2 separate regions of the Mus musculus genome follow, and region 2 is linked to region 1. Evidence: chromatin contacts called from public Hi-C data. All regions are on one chromosome and are shown on one strand. The core of a region is the stretch at or near the end of the contact, and the rest is flanking DNA. Distances in the headings are between cores, read along the strand shown.

The links. Hi-C and Micro-C count contacts between places; a contact is called where the count stands out from the background.
Region 2: a contact with region 1 is called in a Hi-C map of pancreatic cancer cells, with 2.1 times the contacts expected there. The contact joins the enhancer-like site here to the promoter of Pds5b in region 1. A contact is called at or near these places in 11 of 39 promoter capture datasets (the C10 cell line, the HPC-7 cell line, the SN4741 cell line and 6 more), 5 of 15 datasets of contacts at CTCF or cohesin (CD8 T cells, the G1E-ER4 cell line, the NIH/3T3 cell line and 2 more), 69 of 484 Hi-C or Micro-C datasets (the 63-12 cell line, the AML12 cell line, B cells and 47 more), 15 of 115 datasets of contacts at active chromatin or transcription factors (the 230-238 cell line, CD8 T cells, Th17 cells and 10 more) and 3 of 9 other capture datasets (adipose tissue, liver and pancreatic islet).

Annotation. Positions count from the first base shown.
Region 1 is chr5:150,672,391-150,675,090 of GRCm38.p6, reverse strand. It overlaps Pds5b (PDS5 cohesin associated factor B), which reads right to left and starts at 1,264. Exons shown (of 35, transcript NM_175310.6): 1 at 1,138-1,264. It overlaps Gm40353, which reads right to left. Exons shown (of 6, transcript XM_017321266.1): 2 at 1,123-1,350; 3 at 529-1,065.
Region 2 is chr5:150,712,338-150,715,037 of GRCm38.p6, reverse strand. All of the region lies in intron 1 of Pds5b (PDS5 cohesin associated factor B), which reads right to left. Among named protein-coding and RNA genes, the nearest start is that of Pds5b, 40 kb to the right of the region's middle. Within about 2 kb of position 1,432, at least 10 of the 459 cell types and tissues checked have an H3K27ac peak or open chromatin away from gene starts, as enhancers often do. A contact at or near this core is called in pancreatic cancer cells, where this site is marked.

The DNA of each region.
Region 1 (2,700 bases), core at 15-2,514:
ATGCTTAAATTGCCCTTCTCCACTTCAGTCATCATAAGTTAGCTACAGCCCACCTCCTACACTACATACACCTGGCTTTTAAAAGGTTATTTCGTTGAAGTCCACAGGCCTCCCCAACTCTCTCAGGACCTCAGACCAACCTTCAAAAATGAAACAATACTTCCAAAGCTTCAACAAGTATTCAACAGAGAGACCGCTCCTTGGAGCGATTACAGCCACCCATCAGTTCCTAACTCTAGTATCAAAGGAGCATTCTTTGAAATCAAAAATATGGGGGGGGGGGGGGGCTTTTAAATCTTGGTAGGGTTCCTGAGGATGGAGCGAACGAATCACTCTTCTTTCAAACCCCTCGGGAGTTCGTACTGGAATAGCATGCAGCGCTGAAGAGCAGGTGCTGAATTTCGGGGTTCCGTCGACCCTGCAAACACCTGTCGGCTGCATGCTACATGCCTGCTCCTATGTGCAAACATCACATTTGCTCTTCAACGTACAGAGCAAAAACCGAAACAAAACAAAAAGCAGACCCACAGCCACAGCCGCCGCCAACGCCGCCAACACCAACGCCGCCGCCGCCAGGGCTTCTCCCGGACCGCAAACTTTTAGAGTGTCAGTGGAATAACGGTGCAGAGGCGGGCGGGCGAGCCCGCACCGCACACTGTCCGTACCGCCGTGGGGCTGCACCCGCGGTCGCCCGAGGACTCTCTCTCTCTCTCTCTCTCTCTCTCTCTGACTCTCTCTGACTCTCTCCTCTTTCTCTCTCTCTCTCTCTCTCGCTCTCGCTCTCTCGGCCGGCTCCCGGCTCTTCCCCGACTCCCGAGCAGTGCGGCGCGCCTCCCCTCGCGCCGGGCCCGCAGGCAGCCGGAAGGGGGAAGCGGCGCGGGGGGCTTCTCTCCAGGGGGAGGAGAGGGGAGGGGGAGGGGCGCGGCCGCGGCCCCCGCAAAGGTCACTCCGGGCCGGCGCCAGCCGCGGCCCGCGGCCTCCCCGCCCCCGGCCCCACCGCAGCCCCGCTGGGACACCGGGACACGCGAGGCTCAGCGGGCGACGGCTCCACGCGCGCACGCCCCGCTAGAAAAATGGAGCGTGGGGCGCTGAGGCGATGAAGAGGCGCTCCCTTTCCGTTACCCGAGTCGCTCCTACCTCCGGTCGCCCGGCTCCTACACTCCTCGCGCTCCTCCGATCTCGGGGATCCGCCGCCCTCGCCGCCGCCGCCGCCGCCGCCGCATCCAATCGCCTCCTCCCGCCCCCCCTCCCCTTCCGCAGCCAGTCCAGGCCGTTCCTCCGCCTCTCCGCTTCAAAATGGCGCCAAGAGCAGCTCCGCGGCTGCTCCAATCGAACCGCGGCGGACAGCGCCTGGGGGGCAGGCAGAGCGCCGCGTGGGTTCTCAGCGCCCCCTACCGGCCGCACGGCTTCTCGCTCAGGCGCGTGCGCACGCGCTCCTCAGCCCGCGCTCCGGGCTCCGCCCCACACACCCGGGGGCGCGCACGCGCAGGCTCCGCCCTGCTGGCGCGGCCTCCTCTGTCTCCTTGGCAGCAGAGTGATGGGCAGCTGTCAGTGCGTTCTCTCAGCTTGGACTCAGCCTCCCAGGCTTTGGCGGGAAATCTGTAGATAGCTGAACTCCGCTGGCTTTGGCTTTTTTTTTTCTTTCCTTTTTTGGATGAGGCTTTTTTTTTTTTCTTTCCTTTTTCTTTCCTTTGCCGCCCTAGCTGGCCTGTGGAGCTCACTGTGTACACCAGGCTACACATGATCTTACCATGTAGACCAGGCTGCCCTCGAGTTCAGAGATCTGCCTGCCTCTGCTTCTGCCTCCTTAGTACTGGCATTTTCCCTACGCCCGGCCTTTTTTTTTTTTTTTAATTTCTAAAAAAAAAAAAAGGAGGGGGACGGCGAGATGGTTCAACGGGTTAGAGCACCGATTGCTCTTCCGAAGGTCCTGAGTTCAAACCCCAGCAACCACATGGTGGATCACAACCACCCATAATGAGATCTGACACCCACCATCTTCTGGAGCGAGAGGGTGCCAACTGGAGTGAGTAGAGGTCCTAAGTTCAATTCCCCAACAACCACATGAAGGCTCACAGCCATCTGTATAGCTATAGTGTACTCATACACATAAAATAAAAAATAAATGTGTATTATTTTATTTGAGAATACGCTCTCACTATGCAGCCCTGACTGGCCTAGAAATCACTATATAACCCAGGCTAGGCTCCATCCTCCAGCCACTGCCTTCCCAATGCTGGGACTAAAGGTATGTGCCACCACTCCTGGCTTTTTTTGTTGTTTTGTCTTGTTTTGTTAGATAGGGTCTCACTATGTAGCTCTGTCTGGGTCTGGAGCTCACAGAGACCCACCTGCCTCTGCCTCTATGCCTCTGCCTCCCAAGTGCTAGAATTAAAGGTGTATTCCACCTCTTGTGCGATGTTTTAAACCCTGTGGTGCAGCACAGATTATGTGCTGTGTAAATGAAAGATTATTAATGTCTACATGGCTCCTCACCGGTTGGTGGACCTAGGGATCCAGTGTTCATCCCACTGCTCAAGAACCCCCCTTAACGGGGTGAGGAAGCGATTGGAAGGCCACAAAGATGCCATCCAGAAAATGAGGTTTGTGCGCCCTTGCCACTTCTGCCCTCACTGCTGCAGCTGTGGGCTGGGCGGGCTAAGATGGAGGTTTCTCTTCACCCCCAGGTCCCTGTCAGAG
Region 2 (2,700 bases), core at 183-2,682, 40 kb before region 1:
GCTCTTCCGAAGGTCCAAAGTTCAAATCCCAGCAACCACATGGTGGCTCACAACCACCCGTAATGAGATCTGATGTCCTCTTCTGGAGTGTCTGAAGACAGCTACAGTGTACTTACATATAATAAATAAATAATAAGTAAATAAATCTTAAAAAAAAAAAAAAGAATATATGTGATCAAGTGAAGAATATAAAGGAAGCAGAAGCAGGAGAGATCTCTTGTGAATTTTAGGCCAGCCAGTGCTAAATAGTCAAACTCAGTTTGTGTGAGGTTTTAAAATGTAGAAGAGGGTTTTATAAGTAAAATATTAGAAAAATATTTCTTGGAAAACCAAGCAAAAGAAAGCATATAATCTAAATATCGCTTGATATATATTATGTATTTAACGTCTGTGTGTGCACGAGTGTGTGTGTTTGCATGTGCATGTATAGGGTTACAGGGTCCACTTCATTGTATGTGCTCAAGAGAAACAAGCACACATGACTAGTATAAGACATATACTCAAGCATTCACAACAAACAGAAGTATCTATCAACCATAGATAAGTAAACTGGTATGTATATTAATACAGCTATGGAGTCAATCTCAACCACTGTTTCAAACAATAATGTAGATTAGCACTGGAGTTAACTGAAGTATATCAAACACAAAATCCCAGAGTACATGCTTATATAAAAATTCTAAACCATACAGAGAAAGCTCTACAATGTTAAAACAGAGGTCAAGTCAGAAAATATCTTTAAAACACCTAACATAGAAACATCCAGGCAGGCATGGTATAGGAGGAGCTGAGGGTTCTACATCTTCATCTGAAGGCTGCTAGTGAAAGACTGACTTCCAGGCAGCTAGAGTGAGGGTCTTATAGCCCACACCCACAATGGCACACCCACTCCAACAGGGCCACACCTTCTAATAGTGCCACTCCCTGGACTGAGCAAATACAAACCATCACAGAGAGAGAGAAAAAAGAGGCAGAGGCCAAAAAAAAAAGGAATTTGAAAAATGTGTGTGTGTGTGTGTGTGTGTGCACAAACACACATATATCCCCAAATAACAAGACATTAAAGGAATTAAAAACAATGAATGGACTTGGTTCTAGCAAATACTAAAACCTAGCCAAAGTAATTTAAAGACCATGGTACTTATGAGGGGAAACAATCCGTGGACCATAAGATGGTCTAAGAACAGACTCATAAGCATGAACCTGACATAAAAACAGTGACAGAACAAGACAGCACAAGTCAGTAAGGACAGAGCAAGAAGTACTGCTGTTGCCATATTTCACACAAACATTAGATGAATGCTGGGTAGACTAGTAATCCAGATATCAAAGCCAAATGTAAAAGAATCTGATGAGAGAGTAAGCACTGTCTGCCAAGATCCAAGTTCATGGGTGTGCTTCTTTAAACAAACACCATATTCATCAAAGCCTTGAACAAGTCTCTCTCACAAAGCATTCCTCAATGAAGCAGACTTCACAACTGCACATAGTCTGCACCATAAGAGTCAGCATGGATAAGCTGTCCAAGTGTAGACAGCACAGTTCTCAGCAGTAACTATAGGGGAGATGAATAAATTGGACCTCAAGAGTCTACCAAGAGAAACACATAACAACTAAGCCACAGTAGATCCTGAAACCATAGTAATAGGAACAGCAAACAGGAAGCCTGGGAAGGAGGTTTAAAAGGACAGCAGTTCCATAAAGGTATGAAGATGAAGGGCAGTGGTATAAACAATGTGAGAAAAGACTGGCAAGGTTCAGTCTTTGTCACTGAAGGCAGGGGTGATGCACACAAAATGTAGCTGAAAGAAAAGGAAGCTAAAAAGAAAAAGTAAGAGCCAACAACGGGGCAGGTTTCTGAGTTGGCAGTTCAAAATATGGTGAATACACACAGGCTATCCCTCAGAGTGGGACGTACTTGCCATGAACCTGAAAGTCATTAAGTGTGCATGTTTACTCTTCCTGACTTCCACCTACCAGAGGGGTCCTTCCCCAACACCTAGGTACATTCTAAGTCTATTTAAATGGCATTTATCATTATTGTACTCACTATACTTCTATCTCTACTAGATCATAAACTCCTTAAGACCTGGACAGGCATAGTTTTATGCTACTGCGTGATGAGTATTATTAGTACTAGGTACTCAGTAAGTACTTGCTGAATGAATGACAACTATTTTGAGAAATATCAAATCTGCAATGCAGGTTCAGAATTTGTCATTAAAGGCTGGGGTCGTGATGCATTATTATGTTCCCATAGGAGGAACAATAATAAGAACTAACCAGTACCCCAAGAACTCCCACAGACTAAACCACCAACCAAAGAGTACACATGGTGGAACTCAGGGCTCCAGCTGCATATGTAGCAGAGGATGGTGTAGTTGGACATCAATGGGAGGAGAGGCCCTTGGGTCTATGAAGGCTCTATGCCCCAGTGTAGGGGAATGCCAGGGCCAGGGAGTAGGAGTGGGTGAGTTGGTGAGAAGGGAAGGGGGAGGGGGAGAGGGAGGGGATTTTTTGGAGGATAAAGCAGAAAAGGGGATAACATTTGAAATGTAAATAAAGAAAATATCCAACCGGACGTGGTGGCGCACGCCTTTAATCCCAGCACTTGGGAGGCAGAGGCAGGCGGATTTCTGAGTTCGAGGCCAGCCTGGTCTACAAAGTGAGTTCCAGGACATCAGGGCTATACAGAGAAAT